Linked DNA regions of Ovis aries: region 1 is linked to region 2. A link is a contact called in public Hi-C data. All regions are on one chromosome and are shown on one strand. The core of a region is the stretch at or near the end of the contact, and the rest is flanking DNA. Distances in the headings are between cores, read along the strand shown. Region 1 holds the start of RAB8A (RAB8A, member RAS oncogene family). Region 2 holds the start of KLF2 (KLF transcription factor 2).

What was found. A called contact is a pair of places that touch in the nucleus more often than the background predicts.
Region 1: a Hi-C map of blood shows a contact between it and region 2, with 3 times the contacts expected there. The contact joins the promoter of RAB8A here to the promoter of KLF2 in region 2. A contact is called at or near these places in 2 of 16 Hi-C or Micro-C datasets (blood and skin fibroblasts).

What each region holds. Positions count from the first base shown.
Region 1 is chr5:6,669,248-6,674,144 of ARS-UI_Ramb_v3.0, forward strand. It overlaps RAB8A (RAB8A, member RAS oncogene family), which reads right to left and starts at 2,939. Exons shown (of 8, transcript NM_001161860.1): 1 at 2,816-2,939. The coding sequence starts at 2,939.
Region 2 is chr5:6,465,073-6,470,006 of ARS-UI_Ramb_v3.0, forward strand. It overlaps KLF2 (KLF transcription factor 2), which reads right to left and starts at 2,532. Exons shown (of 3, transcript XM_015095770.4): 1 at 2,363-2,532; 2 at 1,353-2,178; 3 at 150-833. The coding sequence starts at 2,437. The coding sequence ends at 658.

The DNA.
Region 1 (4,897 bases), core at 1,689-4,188, 200 kb after region 2:
GCGTGGTTTGGCAAGCACTTTCACGTACATCATCCACCTCCCTGAAGGAATGAATGAATGGGGCTCTAAGGAGAAGCCAGGGGTTGAGCCAGGCTGAGGAGAGCTAACTCCAGGAGCCACGGGGCCACGTTCACACCACAAATGATCGATGGAGCTTATGGGAGCAGGCTTTGGCAAAAGTTAACCTGGGCAGAAAATGAACAGCCACTTAATCCCCAATCTATAAAGAAAATACAGAGGTACGCTCAGTGCCAATCGCCTCTATGCATTAGGCTGTATTTCAGGACTAAGCCACATGCAAGTGGCTTCTTAAAGCATTCTTAAAGTCTTCCTAAAACATCCCTTACTCCTGATATACACGCGTGCGTGCGCGTGTGCGTGCGTGAGTCGCTCAGTCGTGTCCAGTTCTTTGCGACCCTATGGACTGTAGCCCTCCAGGCTCCTGTGTTCACGGGATTCTCCAGGCAAGAATACTGGAGTGGGTTGCCATTCCCTTCTCCAGAGGACCTTCCCCATCCAGGGATCAAACCCAGGTCTCCTGCATTGAAGGCAGATTCTTTACTTTCTGAGCCACCAGCAAAGCCCACACACATGGGAATGAATGTATGAAATCAAGAAGCAATGTCCAATCGACAGAACCCAGAGCACCACTCTAGCTGCCTCTTGGGTTTTACTAACACACCAAATTTAATTAGGAAGTGTAAACTTTACAAGGCCTAAGAGTTATGAGGCCATAACTTCAAGGACATGGGGAATTAAATTTTCCTAGAAAATAGAGGCCAGCAGGAAGGCTACACATGTAATAAGGATCCCGGGGTGCGGGGGCGGGATTCTGGGTTTAAGTGCCACGTCCACCGCCTTAGATGACCTTGCCCAAGTGACATCCTCACCTGTAAGTGGAGGCTGGCCTCCTCAGAGACTAGATTGGGTTTTCCCGTCAAGAACTAAGAAGCAAACAAAAAACTCAACCCCCAAATTCTCACTAGGAAGGTTCTGACTCTGGGAAACCGAGGTCTGGGCTGAGAGCGAGCCACAGTCTACCAGGAGTGAATACCACTTCCTGATTGGTGGGGATGCAAAGGTAAACCCCAAAGTCTGACCTTGGTGTTAGCGAAGGGGAGGAATCAGAAGGACCTGTGTCCAGGGAAGGATGCTATCACGGTAGGAGACACTGCTTCCTCTAGATGGCCACTGACAGTGGTGAAAGCCTGCTATTCATTGGACAGCTCTGATCCTCCACCATCCAGGTGCTGGCCAAAACAGAGACACCACTCCTAAACTGAATAGACAGGGCTCGGAGAGGTGAAGTGCTTGTTCAAGGGCAAACAGCACCTGGACATCAGAATGATGAATGCCAGTCCAATTCTCTTTCCATTTGGCAGCTAAGAGTCTTGCAAAGTGCAGCTCTGGAGGAAGGCAAAGATGGAATCAGCAGCTCACTATGGGGATTAGGGAGATTGGGCACACATGGGTAAAGCAAAGCCCATTTCCTAGGTTTTTTTCCCCAACCCCTGGGCTTAGTGATCTTTCTCTCAGTTCCCCACCCCACAGCAAGGCTGCATAATTTACAGGCCATGGGCTTGATGGATGTTACTTTCAGGTCAAACCTTTTCATGTGGACAACGATCATTTTTGTGGGGTGGGGAGAAGCCAGCTCCACTTTCATGGATGTCAGAACTGAGAAGCAACAACTCTGTTCCACCACAATGTGGGTTGGCCCCGCAGGCAAGGGCTGTTCTGCAAAGTGACAACCAGGGTCCTGGGCCGAGCGATAGGGAAGTCAGGGCTGTCAGTGGCAGCGGCTGATTTTGGTTTCTCACTGAAGCTTTTATCTGGCATCCGCCTCGAGATGACAGGTCCCAGAGCAGACAGCTATCAATCGCCATTTCTGTCACCCTCGAGTGGGATGGAAGGCTGGGCACGGGCAGGGAAAGTCTCTGGACTCCCTCTCACCATTCCTTCTAGAAGAAATTCATCCATGGGGGAAACAGGTCAGGGAGAGGGGTGCAACCCCTGAATATTCCAGAGGAAAGAAGAGATGTCTGGGTTGGAGTCCTGGCTTTGAGATGGATCAGCTGTGCTTGTCCTGGGGGTGAGTGCTCCCATCTCTCTGGGATGGTTGAGCCTTGATTTCTGGGTTCAGACATAAAGCGAAAGTGAAGCCGCTCAGTCCTGTGCAACCCCATGGACTGTAACCTATCAGGCTCCTTCGTCCATGGGATTTTCATAGGTATCTGGGAACAAATACCATTTTTGCCACCCGTAGACGGTGTGACCACAGGCAAGTCTAGTGTGCTCTGTGAGCCTCAAATTCCTCATTTGTGAAATGAACTAGTAACAGGACCTAATACAGAGCATTCGGAAGTGTGATAATGCACCATAAAGCGCCTGGCACACAGTAAATGCATAATAAGGTCAGATGTCACTTGTTGCTGTCCTTTCCCCATGGACAAATTCTCCATGCCTGTTTCCAATTAGTAAGACGAGGAAACCAAAAACTGCTTCAAGGGCTGCTGCAAAGACAGAACAAGACGACGGGGGCCAAGACCTCAACCAGGACATATACTCCCTGAGCAGGCTGAGGGTTGGGGCCTCAGTCTTCCTATCTGCAAAATGGGCACCTGGTCCCCACTCCCTCCCATGTCCGGGGAACCCCCAAACGATGATGCAGGCGACTGCTCTTTAACCCTCTGCCTCCCTTAGATCCTCTGAGATCCCTGGTCCATCCCGCCCGGCCGCTCCCTCAGCCCCAGCTCCTCAGGGGCGCGCCCGGCCCGGGCCTCTTGCGCCCCCGGCCGCTCCCCAGCCCCGCTACCTATGGTGGAGATGAAAGTGGAGTTGAAGGCGTCCTCGGAGAAGCGGAACAGGACACAGGTCTTCCCCACCCCCGAGTCCCCGATCAGCAGCAGCTTGAACAGGTAATCGTAGGTCTTCGCCATATTACACTCTCTCCCCGACGGGAAGTGCTGCTAGCGCCTCTCCACTGGCCGCTAGCCCCGTCCATCAGCGCCGATCCCGCCCCCGATTGGCTCCTGGCCCGACCCGCGTCACCGCGGCCGACGCCAGCCCCCGCACCCCCGCCCGCCTCGGGAAGACGTGGGGAAGGGGCGAACTGGGCGCAGAGCCGGAAGCGACCCAAACACGCCGCTCATTGGCCGGCGCTCAGGATAAGGCGGGCTGCGATTGGCCAGTGGTGAGACGTCAAGGAGCTTCAAATACGGACAGGGAGGAGGCGTGGCATCCCCTGTCCCCGCCTTCTTCCCTTGACTCTGGGGCGACCCCGCCCCACGATGGGATGGGGATAAGCTGGGAGCTTGGTCAACGGCTTCGCGCGCCCTCAAACCAGGGGCTGGTCTGGAGCTTGTGCGCACGCGCGCCGGGAAGACCGTTGGTGCCAGCAGAGGGCGCACGCGCGTGGGGTCGCTGGCGCCCGCGTTCCAAGACCCGCGCAGCCTCAGTTGGTGCTCGGACAAGTGCTGGGAGGCAGCGTGGCTGTGATGGTGCGGTGTGGAGACGTCGGCGTCGTTCCAGGGGAGCCAAAGAGCAAAGGAGAACAGGGGCGCAGTGATAGTCGAAGCGAGGTCCCCTGGAGACCTGCTGAGGGACCTCGGCGCTGGCCAGGGGACCTACCTAGAGACACCCAGACCTCATTCACCAAGCTGCGCCCTGAGGCCTGCAGGACTCCTCAGGACCGGCCCACAAACCTGTTTAGAACCAAGTCTTACCCGGAGCCTCGCCCGCGGCAAACCAATCAGCTCTTTGAGGCGCACCTGGGGGCTTCGGACCCCTCTGAAGGAGTTAGCGCAGTGTGAATTATAGGGAATACTTAACAGGCGTTGGCTCTGTGCCTGCCAGTGTTGTCAGCATTTTCAGTGTTTTATCCCCACCCCGACTTCCCTGGTGGTAAAGCGTCCGTCTACAATGCGGGAGACCAGGGTTCAATCCCTGGGTTGGGAAGATCCCCTGGAGAAGGAAACGGCAATCCACTCCAGTATTGGTTTGGCCTCCAAACCGAGGCCAAATAGGTTAAGTGACTTTCCCAGGGTCTGAACCAGGTAGGCCGGATTTTGAACTCAAAAGAACCAGCTTTAGAGGTTGAGGTCTTTTTTTTTTTTTTTTTGGTCTGCACCATGTGGCTCAAACGGTAAAGAATCTGCCCGCAATGCGGGAGACCTGAGTTCGATCGCTGGCTGGGGAAGATCCCCTGGAGGAGGAAATAACAACCCACTCCAGTATTCTTGCCTGGAGAATCCCCGTGGACAGAGGAGCCTGGAGGGCTACAGTCCATGGGCTTGCACAGAGTCGACCTGACTTGAGCAACTTACACACACACGTACATGTTGCGTGTGTAGACCTTGGATCCCTGACCGGGTATGCCTCTGCAGTGGGAGTGCAGATCCTTAACCACTGGGTCGCCAGGGAAGTCTGGAGGCTGCGGTCTTGATCACGATGTTTTCCTGCATCGTTGAGATGAGCCATGGCGACCACTTGCAGGGCTTCCCTGGCGGCTCAGAGGATGAAGCGTCTGCCTGCAATGCAGGAGACCCGGGTTCGATCCTTGGGTTGGGAAGATCCCCTGGAGAAGGAAACGGCAACCCACTCCAGTATTCTTGCCTGGAGAATCCCATGGACAGAGGAGCCTGGCGGGCTACAGTCAACGGGGGCGCAAAGAGTCGGACACGACTAAGCGACTTCACTCTCTCACATACCACTTCGCATGGCCACCGCTAGGTGTCGCTCTAGGGGTATCATGCATAGAGACTTGCCCAAGGAAGTTAGTTATAAAAGATGGCCCCTACCTCTTCCACCCGCTGCAGCACATTTTTCTGCTAATCTTCCTATGGTTAGGAAGAGCTTCAGCCGGAGCCATTGGCCACTTCGCAGGTTTCTGCCTGTG
Region 2 (4,934 bases), core at 1,282-3,781:
ACCCTGGGTGCTAGCTGGGGCAGGACCCCCTCCCCCTCACCCAGACTCTGCCAGGCTGTCCTCCATCTAAAAGCTGCCTGTCCCCACATCCTCTCACCCCTCCCAAGTGTCCCAAGCCCCCAGTTATCCAAGAGGCCGGATCAGAGCTGTGATTTTTTTTTTCAAACGATGCAAAACCTTTTTTTTTAATTAAAAAAAAAACAGCAAAATCTTATAAAAATGTTCTACTAGGTAGTCAAAATGCCCACTTGTCTTATTTACAATAATACAATATGTCACAGTTTCTATGTACAATATTATAAAAACCGTTGCACAGTACGAGTTAAGGCGTTATTTTTCACAAGGCATCAAGCCTCGGTCCTCTAGTGTAGACCCGGTGGGGCTGGGGGAAGACGACGCTTAATTATTGCACCATTTTGAAAACAAAACTCGTCAAGGAGGATCGTGGTCTTCTCCCACCGGGCCTTCAGTCTCTGCTGGGGGTCGGGCATCGTGGGGGGGGGGGCGGTAGGGGAGGGGCGCCCCCTCGGTGGCCACGCTGTGCCCGGCCCCGGTCCTCTGGGCCCAATAAATACCAGTCACAGTTTGGAAGGGGGCCGTGCCCGGCGCGTGGGACCCGCCACGGCCGCGCGCGGGTGGGGGTGGGGGGCGTCCGGGCTACATGTGCCGCTTCATGTGCAGCGCCAGGTGGTCGGAGCGCGAGAAGGCACGGTCGCACAGGTGGCACTGGAAGGGCCGGTGGCCCGTGTGCTTGCGGTAGTGGCGCGTGAGCTCGTCCGATCGCGCGAACTTCCAGCCGCAGCCTTCCCAGTTGCAGTGGTAGGGCTTCTCGCCTGCAGGGAGAGGGCGAGAGCGGGTCTTAGTTTTCCTCCGGTACTCACCCCGCTGCTTAGTGGCTACTCGGGTGCGCACATCCTACCCTTAACCAGCTCTCCGAAGTGCTCCCGGCTACTTTTTGAACCCGTAGGCATCCTAGGCACAGGATCCCTCACTCCCCGGTCTCGCGATCCTCACTCCCCGGGTGTCCGAGGCGCACCCTGTCCGGACGCTCCTCGGTGTCTAGAGCCACGCCCCCAGGGGGCCCCTAAGCCTGCACTCTCTCCGCAACAGTCCGAGACACAGGGTCCCCCTAGGTTTCCTAAGTGCTCACCCCTGCCCAAAGTCCCGAGCCACGCTCCCAGGAGGATCCTAGGGGCGCACTCACGCCCCCGGTTCCCGAACCACGCCCCCAGGGGGCTTTCTAAGACCTCGCCCCCTGCCCAACCCTCGCGCTACGCCCTCTGGGGGTTCCTAAGCACGCCCTTCCGCTAGCGCGCCCCCGCAGTGGTCCCCGGCCCGTGCTCGGCGCCCACCTGTATGCGTGCGCAGGTGCGCCTTGAGGTGCGAGCTCTTGGTGTAGGTCTTGCCGCAGCCCGCGTAGCTGCAGGTGTGCGTGGCCGTGCGTTTCCGCGGCCAGGACCGGCGGCCGCGCTTGGGCTTGGCCTCCAGCAGCTCCAGCGGAGACGCAGGCGGCGTGAGGAGACCTCGGGCGGCGGGTGGCGCCAAACCCAGAGCCGCCGCGGCGGCGGCCGCGTCGTCAAAGAGACCGAAGGCGGCGGGCGCGGACGGCGCGTAATGCAGGCCGGGCCCGGGCGCGCCGAAGCCCGGGCCGCCGAAGGGAGGCGGGAAGGGGGCGCGCGGGCCGGGTGCAGGCAGGCGCGCGGGGCCATCAGGGCTGAGCGGTGGCGTGTCGGCCGGTGGCGGGGGCCGGCCCCCGGGGCCTCGCATGCACGCGGCTGCCGGGCCCGGGGCGCCTTCGCGCTTGAGGCCCCGTGGTCCGCGGGCCAGGCCGGGCGGGCAGCCGTAGCCGCCGCCGCCACCGTCCGCCTCGGGGGGCTCAGCCTTCACTAGGCGGCCCGGCGGCGCCAGCAGAAAGCGACCGTGCAGCGCGGGTCCCGGTGGCACGTCCAGTTCGGGCCGCAGCAGCTCGGACACCAAACCGCCCGCGGGGGCGCCATAGGGAGGCGGCGCGCCGGGGTCCGGGTAGTAGAACGCGGGCGGCGGGGGCGGCGGGGGCGGCGGGGGCTCCGGGGCGGACTCAGCTCCCAGGCCGTCCAGCCCCATGGACAGGATGAAGTCCAACACGTTGTTGAGGTCGTCGTCGGTGCCGCCTGCCTCGGGCTCGGTGCGCGGCCAGCGCTGCGGGTGACAGGGCGATAGGCGCGGGAGTGAGCGCGCGGTGGGGTGGGGATCGCGGCCCGCTACCCGCCTTCCATCACCCTGAGCCCGCCGTGCCTGCCGCCTGCGTTCTCCTACCCCGCAGCCCACGTTCTGCTACCCTGAGCCAGCCGCCCCCGCCGCCCGCGGTCCCTGCCGCCCTCACCTCCTGCAGGCCGCGCTCCCGGCACGGGTTAGCGAAAGTGGAGAAGGACGGGAGGATGGGCTCGCTCAGCGCCATGGCTGGGACCTGGGGCTGACGCGGACTCGGGACACCGGTGAGAGGCTGCCCGAAGCCGGGCTGGTCGGGGCGCGGGCGGGCGGGGACGGCTCTGCGGGCCGCGGCCGGGCCCGCCCAAGCCTTATAGGCGCGGCGCGCGCGGGGGCCGGGCCAAGGCGGCGGCGGCGGAAACGCGTCCCGGATGGGGACGAGCTCCGGGCGCAGCCTAAATTTAGCCGCGGTATATAAGCCGGCGGGCGGCGGCGGCGGCCGTGGCCACTGAGGCCGCCAGGGCCCTGCACGGCCGGCTCGGCCCCGAGCGCCAACAGCCAGGCCGCGCCCCCCCCCCGGGCCCGCCCCCGCCCGTCTCCCAGGCGACGGCGTCAACACACGCCGCACAACAGCAGCGTGACGCTCAGGGATCCCCGCTGTCCCTTCGTGGGCTCCCGCCTGCGTGAGGACAGGGAGGACCCGGAGCGGGGAATAGCGTCGGGGACCCGGGACTGTGAATGGACCAGGATCCCTGACGGATGGGGAGATGGGCCCCGCAGTCACAGAAGGGTCCCCCAAATCCTTGATGGATGGGGGTAACGGGTCCGGCGAGCTCAGGGTGGTGTTCCCTGGACTCATGATGGATGGAGAGACTCAGCGACTCATTTCCTTGGGACCCACCAAGCCCTGATCTACTGCTAGGTCCACCACTCTGCTCGCATGATGATACCAAGAAGTGTTAAGTTTTTGAGAGGCTCCGTCTCAAGGAAGCCCTTCAGGGAGGGGAAACTGAGATTCCGAACGTGCTGGGAGAGGCTTGAGGTCTGACAGCTGTCCACAGGCTTGGTGCCTTTTCTGACTCATGTAAGTGAAGAGACTCAAGACAAGGAATCTGACAATATAGACCCAGAACAGCGGGGCCGGTGGCAACAAACCTCCGCTGGGAGCCTCTTAAACACGGCCCCCTAGGTGCCTCACACCATGCTTGAGGACCTGCCAGGAAGGGACTGTCCCTTCTGCTGTTACTGCGTGCTGTTCTCTGTGGGCACTGGAAACGCATTTGCCAACAGGCAGACAAATCCCTGCCTTCGAGGCTTTCACTGTAATGAGGGGTGGGGGGTGGGGAGGAGATGTCAAATGAACAGCTATTTAGGGGAAAGCAGGGGCCGGAGAAGGCAATGGCACCCCACTCCAGTACTCTTGCCTGGAAACTCCCATGGACAGAGGAGCCTGGTGGGCTGCAGTCCATGGGGTCGCTAAGAGTCTGAGACGACTGAGCGACTTCACTTTCACTTTTCACTTTCATGCATTGGAGAAGGAAATGGCAACCCACTCCAGCGTTCTTGCCTGGAGAATCCCAGGGATGGAGGAGCCTGGTAGGCTGCCGTCTATGGGGTCGCGCAGAGTCGGACACGACTGAAGCGACTTAGCAGCAGCAGCAGCAGCAGCAGGGGCTGGAGATAGGTCGTGAGTGTGTGTGAGACGGGGAGAGAGAGAATGTGTGGAATTTTGAACCTCACCCAAGAGGAGATGTGTGAGTCAAGATGTGGGGGGAAGGGGAGCCAAGTGGTTATCAAAGGGAGAGTATCTCATGGTGTAACCTGGAGCCGGTATCCAGCCTTGGCCTCTTGATACCAGCACTCACATTCAGGCTTGGAGGTGTCCATGATCAGGTAGTGTCCCACAGCCAGGCGGGGAGGGGTGCAGGCAGCTCCTAACCTGAAAACCTTCCCTGGGGTCCGGAGACTTTGTCACGGATAGAGTCTGGACCCCCCCCCCCAAAGCCAGGGCCACTGCAGGGGGACCCCCTTGCCATCCCGCAGATGCCAAGAGACCCTCTTTGGGGTCCACAGTCCTGGATCCTCCCAGCTGGAAGGAGCCTCAGGGGTGTGCCATCCTATTATGATTCATCAGATTGTGGATTAGGCAAACACTTGTTGATAAGCCCTGTTTGCCAGCTGTGGGGCACCCAGAGGTGCTTTCAGTCCATCACAGTTCATGACTTCAAGTTGAGCTCCAACATGCTTCCTGCAGCCAGCCACTGTGATGGTGGAGGCTCAGCCAGCCACTGACCACTCCCTGTGTGACCTCGAACAAGTAGCTTTGCCTCTCTGAGCTCACAGAATATAATAATGCCTTACCCTCACAGGGATATTGTAAGAGTCCTGCAGATGCTTCTCCTTTGGTGGAAGTGTTGATGAGATCCTGTGGCCTTACCTGAATGGCTGATTGCTTTGTTCATTGACATGCTCTGGGCCTCAGTTTCCCCAAACGATAATGAGCGGAAGTCGAAGGGAAGCGAATTTGTTTCCCAGGTTGTGTGATTCTCAGGCAATTGCAGACCTCGGCTCAAATGGCCCCTGGGTCATCCTCCCCCTCAGAGAGGTCCTACAGCTCTCTCCAGCCCATCCCTGTTCCTTCCCTACTCTTGATTCCCTGCAGGTTCTAAACACACCAAGCACGTTACCTTGCCCCTGCCCCCCAGGCTTTGGTACTCGCTGTGCCTTCCACCAAGCCTTCAGTCCTC